3 separate regions of the Mus musculus genome follow, and all the other regions are linked to region 2. A link is a contact called in public ChIA-PET and HiChIP or PLAC-seq data. All regions are on one chromosome and are shown on one strand. The core of a region is the stretch at or near the end of the contact, and the rest is flanking DNA. Distances in the headings are between cores, read along the strand shown.

Region 1 (3,299 bases), core at 281-2,780, 930 kb before region 2:
CTGGTCTATCCATTGTCTTCAACCTCCTTCCTAGAGGCTCCCAGATTGTAATACATAACAGCACACAACAGCTACCCGATGAATGTTTATTTTGCTATACATGAGCACCCACCATCTAAATTCTACATCGATATGATAAATGATCACTGAATGCTGGCCATAGTCTCAAGCAGGATCAGTTCTGACTAATGCTTACCAACCTTTATTAGGTGTGGGTCTTCCTATTTTTACCGTTAAATCTAGTGCAAGAGACACACATTGGTTTTATCTTTTGAGACAATCCTGATGAAACATCATTTTTGCTAAAGTTATTGAGACAGACTCTAAGGTCCCACAGTGCTTAGTAAGAGACAATGGAGTGGTTGCCTAGCAATGGCTGTTGCAGCTCTGAGAAGAAGGAAGAGAGACAAAAGTGTGGTGATCTTACTAATCCTAGTCTATGAGATAAACACTTGTAGTATGAATATTAATCAAAGCCAAAATTTTGCTTCCTGGCTTACAGCTTACACTTTCATTTTAACTAACATCTATAGTTGTTTATAATTCCTAATATTTTGCTTCAGCAAATTCCTTATTCTTCAAGCAAATCTTACAAGTTTTATGCTATGATTATTTCCATAATTTCCTAACCTAGAAACATAAAACATCACCCCACTGCTCCCCTTTATCTTCTCTAATTTCCATTCCCTGCAAAAAAATAAAACAAAACAAAACAAAAAAAAAAAAAACAAAGGCCTTCCTAGAACATCTTAATCCACAACACAGGCACCTGGTGTTCTGGAAATCAAATTGTCTCAACTCTTCATTTATCATTTAAACACACAATTCTTTCAGCTATATCTCAGGATATTTTGACTGAACTACTGAGTGCCCCTTGTGGTATTGGTTCCCTTTATTCTTTGTGGTATCTTCTGTTACATTTTAAGGGAGTCCTTTTGCCTATCATATAAGCAACCTGCTTCTGTTTGGCTGTTTTTTTGGGGGGGGGGTTGTAGGACTCTTTGCTTAATACATTATCTTTCTTATAGCAGGAACTCATAAGAGGTTTTATTTAGTTATTACGTAGTCCAGCATATGTTTTATTTATATCATTGTATTTAGTCTGTGTAAAACCCACAAGGTTTAAATATCTAATATCAAAATATACCAATACTATGAAGTTTAAAAGGAATGAATAAGAAACAAAATGTTTGTCCAAAGCAAGCAATGTTGATAGTAGCTGCTGGACATTTGGTGCAAATGAACAGAGGAGATGCTAAAGGTCTCACTGGAGAATGCACTGAAATGTCTTTTTCCTTAGATATTCAAACTCTGTTAGTCAGAAGACTAACTTGGGAGTGGTCATATACCTCTGTCTCTTCTTAGATAACTGCAAAGTGTTCATGAAGAGACCCAAAATTTCTAGAATACCTTCTAGAATCTATACAACATGAAATATGCAAGACCGCCAAAGGTCTGTGTGTGTGTGTGTGTCTGCCAGATGCCCTGAAATACTTTGTAAGGTGTAATTTGACTGCAGCCATCATGGATGTCCACTTGGGGGCACCAAAATGATGCCTCTGTTTTCTTTATTTCTCATAGCAAGATTATTTTACAATGATTCTGTATGCAATTATTTTAGTATGAGGACAAGTTGGTAATGGTTTATATTTATCATTTATTCAAGCAGCTTGATTTTTAATGCCTGTTATCTCTCTATTAATGAACTAGAAACCAGTTGCTTCCAAGAGTGGGTAATGTCCTCCTGATGGGTAGAACATTGGGCCAGGAAACAGCCAATACAAGAGCCAGAATAGAATCAGAGTTTCAGGGACCTCAGAGGTTAAAACCTGACCTCCTGCTAATTCACAAATACCCTCTGCAATGCCCCTGGCAAGTAATCATCCCCTTCCAGGTCTGGAGGACTGCTGGGTAATTGAGTGATTAAGCAAACTGCTTAGAAATACATTACAGAATCATAGGATAACTGTGTAGAAAAGGACCTTAGCGATGAACAAGCCAACCCTTGACTCCAAGAATTGGGCTAGCAAGGTCAAGTGGTTCACTCATGTCTGAAAGTTAGCAGAGCAGCTAAAACTACACTTTTGAGTGCCTGAGTCAGACAATTATGCCAGCATAGTTAGTGCTCCTCTGTTTGTTAAACTGTGGTGACAACCGTGAATAGAAAATGAGGAGAAGCCATTGCACAATGAGGATGCTGGACAAAATATTCTGATTATAGAGTTGTGGCATGTCCTGGAAGTGGAAGGGAAGGAGTCACAATTGGAAGTTCAGTTAGAAATTAATCAAATCAGGCAATGCAATTCAATCCAAATTGTGTCATGCCCAATAATAATAATATTTTCAGGACCACTTTCAGGAAGAATGGTGGCAGAAACCACCAGATTTGAACAAGAATTATTTATCTTCCCAGTGATCTTGTCTTGCTCCCAGGGTTAGAAGAATTCACTCGTTAATTCACACTATTCATTTGGGTTTCACTTTTTGGTTCATTTTGCCAGGCTTATCTGGTAGATACAAGTAACTTTAAAAATACATGTATCTCCCCGTTGAACTGCAGTACTTTCAGCTGTAGCTCCTTATTTGAACAGCTTGAGGACTAATTTGAATCGCACTTCTCTTGTGGGTGTTCCAAAAGCTTGTGCTATCTCAGGGAGTTGCCTTGTGGAGACATTAAAGATGTTTTTTAAATGAAGCACATCAAGATTCGCTAAATTACATATGGTTTGATCTAGGAAAGGACAATTGGAGACTTCATTAAAATAGATTTATTCCAACTTCATGTATGGAAATAAATTTTCTTGTGATAACTTGGTCTGTGCCCATCCAGATTGTAGCATTTCCCTAGTTTCTAAATTAAATGTTTCTACATGTGAATCTTGGCTCTATATGGGCATATATTAAAAGGCTTAGTCATCATTATTTTAAGTATCCCAGAATTGAGTCAGGTTTCTCAGGAGCTTTGCAGCTTAGTCGCTTGCTTTGATTTGGTTCACTTTCAATTATCTTCCCTTCCTCTTCTCCTGTGTTTCTGCTTTTAAAAAAAAAATATCTATTTTAACTTTAGGTAAGAACTAAACTATCTTCTGTTGCATAAATCTTGGTCTTCTCTGCATTGTTGCCTTTAAGTGCTGAGCCTTTTTCTAGTAGAAGGGAGAGATTCCTACTTCAAGGGGACAGATTTTATATACTATGTCATTTCAATAAAGAAATATAAGGAAATTTTTCTTAGATTGGCTTTTAAATTGGGAGAAGCAAGTGACAAAAAGATTCATTATCTTATCTAGTGTCATCAAGAT
Region 2 (3,394 bases), core at 142-2,641:
TCTCTCTCTCTCTCTCTCTCTCTCTCTCTCTCTCTTTCCCCAAGATTCAAAGCTTGCCTGGGAATTCCTCAAAACATAAAAATCTCCAGTTCCAAGACGTTTTTGAAAACTCTTTTATTACCACATCATATAGACATAGAAAATAACATATGGGTACTGGGGAGTTGAAACTCAAGTATTTTAAAGGAATGTAGCATATTAGCTTCTAAATATAGCTCATTGGAATAACGAAGAAAACACATATCTGTGGGCAACTAAAGAAGTAGAAATTAAGAAAGCAAAACCATATAGAAGTAGGAATAGAAAGCAAGCAGCTGAAAAACGAATGAAATTATACAGGAAAACTGAGATGAAGTCTTACCCTAAAGGCAGGAAAATGGTGAGAGTCAAATCCACTTAATTACCATAAAATAATTCAGTTCAAAGGTGAATGTATACCATTTTCCTCAGAAGAATATTATGTGCAGAACCAAATGGTCCTATGACCAAAAGAAAGAAAGGAAGAAAGAAAGAAGGAAGGAAGGAAGGAAGGAAGGAAGGAAGGAAGGAAGGAAGGAAGGAAGGAAGGAAAGAAGGAAGGAAGAAATCAAAACTGTGGCTTGCCAGTTCATCATGCAGCTAACACATGGTTTTCATGCTCTGCTATGTGTATTAAGAAGAAAACGGGTTGTATTTTGAGAGAGTTCAGGTGTAGAGTTTTAGAATACTCTATTACAGCACAATAAAAAAAGACTTATTTTTATCAACAGTTCTAGGTGAAAGGGGGCTGTACATATATCCAGTGAAAATATTTTCAAGCATAAAATGTTCTATCCCAAAGGGTTTGAATATCAAGTGTTACAAATACTCGTTCATCTGCCCTGTGTCTGCCTCACAGACACTTTGCCTTAGCCTATACCAATATGGATAAAATGAAACAAAATAACCAAACCAAAATACACCCTCAACTTTCCATAGTCAGCCTGGGACAGGTGGGAAATGGTGCTCTTGAAGAAACTTGCCCTTGGGAAGCCAAGTTGTGATGGTCAACCCTCCTGGCAAACGTGCCATTGGTTTCATCTATTTATATTTTCAGATCTGTTAATTATTCACAGTTTTGGCAGCACCGTTGCTTCATACACAGTTGGTGGCTGCCATCCACCAACACCCTCCAAGCCCATGTGCCTAATGCCATAAAAAAGAAAGTGACCTTCACTCCTCCCTCTGAAGCTTTAACAATACCGGCAATTTCCGCATATGACACAGCCACACAGTTTTATCGTGGAATGAGTGTTAACCTCTCAACATAATTCTGTGGTTTCTAAGTGTTCAGCCAATATCAGCTCAAGGAAATAGCTGTGTACAGAGAGGATTTGGTAGGCCCCAAAAGAGAAAAGAGAACAGAAAAAAGGAAGAATGTATTTTGTGGTTTTAAGTCTTATGGTTTAGGGCATCCCTTGGGGTTCAGTGCCATGAGCAGACAGGAAGTATCCATTCACAAGTTTCAGTCCCTCTATACTGTATTTGGTATCAGAATTTAAGTGAATTCAGGCCTGAGTGCCAGCATCCATCAGTTTCACATGATTAACCAAGACTCCATTCTTACCTATGTGGTCCTTGCAGAACCCCAGTACCATACGCAAATGAGAAAGAAAGAAAAAGAGCTGTTCTGCTTGGTTAGAGGTGTAATGTAATTGTTCAGGTGTGCCTGAGCCTCGAGCTTCTGTTGTTGGAAGGAAGTCACAAGTTACCTGCACACACTGCAACCATCTCAGAGATTCAAGGTTCCAAGTAACACCATGCAATAGCCATGAAAGTGTTGCCCTAGTTTGAAGGACATTGAGAACAGCTCTACTGTAATTGTCCATAAAGAAGGATTTTTCAAGTCATAAAGTATTCAAAAATTAGCTTTGTTATTTAGTTGACAATATTTTGTGAGGTTGGCCTACTGCCTAATAAATGAGCTTGTCTATTTACTACATTTAATTTTGAGATTTTTGTTTTGTTTTTTAGTTTTTTTGGTTTTTGCCTGTAGTACAGTAATAGGAAAATATTCAAGAATATAACAGAGTCAGAAGGTTTTTTAGATAAAGTTATGGATTCCATATAACATACTCCTATATTAGCATACATCTGATTGATTTGATTTTAAATTTATTAAATCCTTAACAATTTTGCAAACACCCAAGAAGGTAATTCTAAAACAGGATTTGTCAGACAATTGAATTCATAAGAATTGTCTAAAGAAACCTTTACTTTGAAAAGTCATGTCTATTGTTAAATTCTACTATGCTTGTTTGAAAAATAGCCATGTTACTACAGAGTCATACCCCATCCATGGTTTAAGCCAAGTAATAGCTCTGCTAAAAAGACTGGGTTTTTCTGTGTGTGTATGCATGTGTGCGTGTGTGTGTGTGTGTGTGTGTGTGTGTGTGTGTGTTGTAGATATATGTATCTTTAAGCACATAGACTTACTTTAGAGCTCTGTAGTCCAGAACAGGTATATGGGTTTATGTCATCATGGAGTGAGACTCCTGATCCTCTAAACTGTTTCATCAGAGTGAAATGCAAGTAGCTGCTGCAGACAAGTCAGTTATTCTCAGTTGCTCCTCCCATGTCTATATTGTGATTTAATTAGGGCAGTTTCTTCTGGCTTTGATTCTTTGACTTGGTCACTTCTGAAATGCCTTTGTCAGTTCTGTACTAGTAGCTGAATTCTGTTAAGGTAGGTGTGATAGCAAATGAAGCATCCAGACAAGCATCTTATACTAGATTAGTCATATTTTGGAATCTTTCATAGAGAAATTGTCATTGCCAGGGAGTTACTGGAGAATTGGGCAGTGACACTCGACGTCCAAGGTTCTTTGACTTCATCTAGTTATCAAAAGCCTACAGGTTTTGAAGCCATGCTGTATGCTGCTTGTATGGGGAAGGCCCTGCAAGGTCCAAAAGATGATGGGTTCCCCCCTTCCCCCCGCTTTCCTCAGCGAAGAGGACTCTGCTTTCTTCAGGAGTGCTGATTCACTACTTTTCCTAAGAGACCTTGGAGTTTTGTCACATAGGCTTTTGTTCCTTGGCCACAGCAGTGTGCTGCTGAGTTTCTGATCTTTCAGTAGTTGTATGCGGGCATGTATGTGAAGCTGATGTCTATGCTAGCAGATTTTGGTCCTGTTGACAGTTGTACAGCCAAATGGTTTGTTTATATAACTAACGATTAGTACATTAGCATGAATATTAACACACAAATTAGTGTTTGTTGAGCTTGATAAAACACTATTCTTGGCAGAGTTGGAGGTTAGATTTGCCTCTGGGAGGTCTGAACTGAGAATCTAGGAAAGTCTAAGACCCTCTGAGTTCCCTGAGAAGGAAGGAAATCAACACTTTCCAGAGACCAGTTTTTCCCCCTTCAAACTGC
Region 3 (3,453 bases), core at 10-2,509, 830 kb before region 2:
ATGTGATAATTTTGTACTATAAGTTCCTTTTGATTCACATAGTAAAAAGACTTTTGTTGTTGCTGTTGGTTCTGTGGAATATGTTTTTATGTTGACAGTAATGTTATGTACATCTACGCAATTTTATTTCACCTTTGTTCTTAGATTCACATGCAGTTTTTAAATTTGATAACCAAAAGTCTTATCTATAAAGGACATAGTGATAAATTGGGCATCATTAAAACAAAGAAAATTGATTCTGAAAGATCCTCTCATGTAGCTAAATACTTAGATTTTTATAAGTGAAACAAAAACAAACAGAATACAAAGCATCTAACTACAAAGCAAACCGAGGTTCCCACAGAAATTATAGTGAATACATGTCACATTTGGGTGAGTCTTCAGGTTTCTATGCTGAATGAAAAAGTCAAGCTACTAAGCCATGTAGCTTTTATTTTCACTCACATACCATTTCAGAATGACAAAAGATGGCAAATATGAACCAAGGCTTGCCAGGACTTGGGCATGTAAATGGAGGAAATTAGACAAGTTGAGGGGCTAATCTATAGAAGACAACTGGGTGGATACCTAAGGTGATAGAACTGTCTTGTATTCTGACCTTGGTGCTGACTGTACAATGTAAACACTGTATGCAGATGCACAAAGAATAATGAACCAAAAGCTGGTTATCTAAGGAATGTACATAGATCTAAATAACCACAGTCAAGCTCCTCTCTCTGCTCTTCCTTAAGAGGTACAATCTGTTACAACAGAAGAATAGACAGGGAAAGGATGAATGGATATATATCTATCACTTTTTACAATTCTCACCAAATAACAAGTTAGAAATTGATACCAAGAAGCCCAAGTATAGGAAAGGAACACATGTTTCCTGTTAGCTTATCACATGATTGACATAAATGACAGCAACTGACTCTGGCTTTGACAATTTTAAGGTATACTACCTAAACAATCCATAGAAGTGCTCAATTTTATGTTAATATATATATATATATATATATTCATATGTATATATACACACATGTATATATATACATATGTATATATCACTTTTAAAATGTTATTTTGGGTGTTTTTGACCATCCTTTTGAGATTAGGATCTGGCATATTTACCTACATCTAGCTGCCATGTGGTTAAGCAAGTTTTCCACAGACACAAGACTTGGTAATATGAAGACAGGAAAGAAATAAATGTCTAGATGGGGGCCCCTTCCTCTAGGCCACACTGGCTTCCTCAACCATCAACCACTCTACAGAAAAGCTTACCTATCATCCCTGCAGCACATTTCCTTGGTTAGCCACAGAGCCCACACCTTTACTTTCTAGAGGTCAACTTCTCAAAAATAGCTAGCATGTTTGAGACTGACTAAGTCAGTTTATGCTGCAGAAGGGAAAGCCATGTACAATTTGATTGGCAGTGTCATTATAGATAGCTGAACAAAGAAGCATTTAGTGACACTTTTATTCTGTGGCACATTAAAATGGAGTTGGAAAAATTTGAGCAATGCTTACACTAATCCAAATGAAAATTAGTTAAATATTTGATTTTTAAGGATAAAAAGGGAGAGGTGATAATCTATTAGGCACTTAATGTAGAGAATGGGTAATATACATGTGAAATAGGAGTACTATTGGTCTTAAGATCCAAAAGTAGTAGTTACTTGTGTATTAAAAAACACAAAAATGTCTACTGTAGAAAACAGTTGCAATATTTTGTTTATTTAAGAAACAAGTTCTAATTTGAAAAGAAAAAAAACCTTTTATCTATGAAATCATGTTAGTCAATTAATATTAACAATTGTTTGTCCATTTTCAGCAGATTTTAAATTGAGTGAAGCATTATTGGTTGATAAATGTCCCCACCAAACTGAAGTTTCTGTGCTGTCATTAAGACATTCCAATAAAGCCGTTCACGTCTCTAAGACTAAATTGATCTGTGATGGACATTTATCCACCACTGAAATGTTCAGCGGCTCCAAATGAAATATACCCTGGCTCTGATGGACACTGGATAATAATGTACTAAAGAAAGCACAATGTAATCCGAATAACCTAGCATATGGAGCTGCAAAGAGAGAAGGTAGTGTTGAGAGGACACACTCCCACAAGCTGTTCTTTCACTTTAAAATCTAGCTGTGAGGAATTGGTAGTGTCATTGCTGCATTAGTGGTGTGTGTAAGAACAACCTAAAGTCTTTATTGAAATGCAAGCCTCCAGGCTTCTCTCTGAGTCTCACCCTTATTGATGATGTCAAGTCTGAAATATGATGCAGAAATGTGCATTTTCACACATATTGGGAGTTCCGTTTGCTTCATGAACCTGGTTAGTTCCTATGCATTGTTAAGAACTAGAAAGTTATGTCCTGGCTCAGAAGATGCAGTTCATAGTCCACACATCAGCTTTTGTAGAAACATAAGAGAGACTGAGAAAGGACAAGAACATAGGCCTTGATCACAGCTGACTTAGGAAAACATATACTTGTTATCATCTGCTCAATATGTTCATTTCAACCTGGAAGTGCATTGTGATAAGTCAAGGTCTCCATTTTCAAACTATTTTTATTACCAGTAGAGTCCCTATCATGTTGGTGTCCTATTTTGCCCATGACATAATATGACATGACAAGAGATGAATATAAACAGATAAGAGCATTTGAAGAGGGTGGCATTTGTTTTGTTTCCTCATGAGTAGATTCAAACACACGGACGCCACCATTGGAGACTCTTTTTTTCCCTCTTTAGTAGCTCACACCAGAGAGGGTTGGGTATGGATGATCTGATAAGGACATACACAAGCAGATCACATCCTTCCTTTTTCTCTGGCACCCTATTACCAACAACTTCTTTTAATAGATTAAAATAACAAAAGCACTTGTTCATAGCAAAATTATACTCTCACGGGCAATTTTTTTAAAAAGGAGAAAAAATTATTGCATTTTTCGAAAGCCTGTTTCCTATTAACCCATACTTGATTGGTTTCAGACCCAAGAGACACAGGCCCATGCTTATTGCTATGGTTTCCTTAAAGTTATATCCCCCTGGAATCTTTCCTCTTCCTATTTTTTTTTCCCTAGGAAAAGTAACCAAATGAACACATTTTCAACCTTGATGCTATCTCCTATGAGGTTGAAAGAATCAGTTAACGTTTCTCTGTATTTGCCCTGTCAGTTTCAATATTCTCCTTGATACTACTTTATATTTTTTAATCATAGTCTCTCAGCAATAGCAAATTTTTATTCACACACACGATGGCTGTGATTTTCTAGATAGAGTTTTTTTGTGCTTTGTACTTGAATTGCAATGCAATTATCTTTTCTTTTTACCCTTGCTTTCCAGGGAGATAACCCTACAAATTTTGATTTTCTTGACATAGTACGGTCTTCTTTGAATTGCAAATTTTATATCCTTTTTATTTTTAGACCAAATGTATATGATAAAATGCATTCTTATGTCT

The links. HiChIP or PLAC-seq counts read pairs in DNA pulled down with a chosen protein or histone mark. ChIA-PET counts read pairs in DNA pulled down with a chosen protein or histone mark.
Region 1: a contact with region 2 is called in a RAD21 HiChIP or PLAC-seq map of pro-B cells, with 25 times the contacts expected there. The contact joins two enhancer-like sites. A contact is called at or near these places in 1 of 15 datasets of contacts at CTCF or cohesin (pro-B cells), 1 of 484 Hi-C or Micro-C datasets (macrophages), 2 of 115 datasets of contacts at active chromatin or transcription factors (acute myeloid leukemia and large pre-B cells) and 2 of 9 other capture datasets (embryonic tail and embryonic trunk).
Region 3: a contact with region 2 is called in an RNA polymerase II ChIA-PET map of effector CD8 T cells, with 9 times the contacts expected there. The contact joins two enhancer-like sites. A contact is called at or near these places in 2 of 115 datasets of contacts at active chromatin or transcription factors (effector CD8 T cells and large pre-B cells).

Annotation. Positions count from the first base shown.
Region 1 is chr4:7,851,787-7,855,085 of GRCm38.p6, reverse strand. No RefSeq gene overlaps it. Among named protein-coding and RNA genes, the nearest start is that of Gm23860, 33 kb to the right of the region's middle. Within about 2 kb of position 1,530, at least 19 of the 459 cell types and tissues checked have an H3K27ac peak or open chromatin away from gene starts, as enhancers often do. A contact at or near this core is called in pro-B cells, where this site is marked.
Region 2 is chr4:6,922,883-6,926,276 of GRCm38.p6, reverse strand. The region is part of intron 1 of Tox (thymocyte selection-associated high mobility group box); the gene reads left to right. Among named protein-coding and RNA genes, the nearest start is that of Tox, 66 kb to the left of the region's middle. Within about 2 kb of position 1,391, at least 92 of the 459 cell types and tissues checked have an H3K27ac peak or open chromatin away from gene starts, as enhancers often do. A contact at or near this core is called in effector CD8 T cells and pro-B cells, where this site is marked.
Region 3 is chr4:7,753,492-7,756,944 of GRCm38.p6, reverse strand. No RefSeq gene overlaps it. Among named protein-coding and RNA genes, the nearest start is that of Gm23860, 66 kb to the left of the region's middle. Within about 2 kb of position 1,259, at least 17 of the 459 cell types and tissues checked have an H3K27ac peak or open chromatin away from gene starts, as enhancers often do. A contact at or near this core is called in effector CD8 T cells, where this site is marked.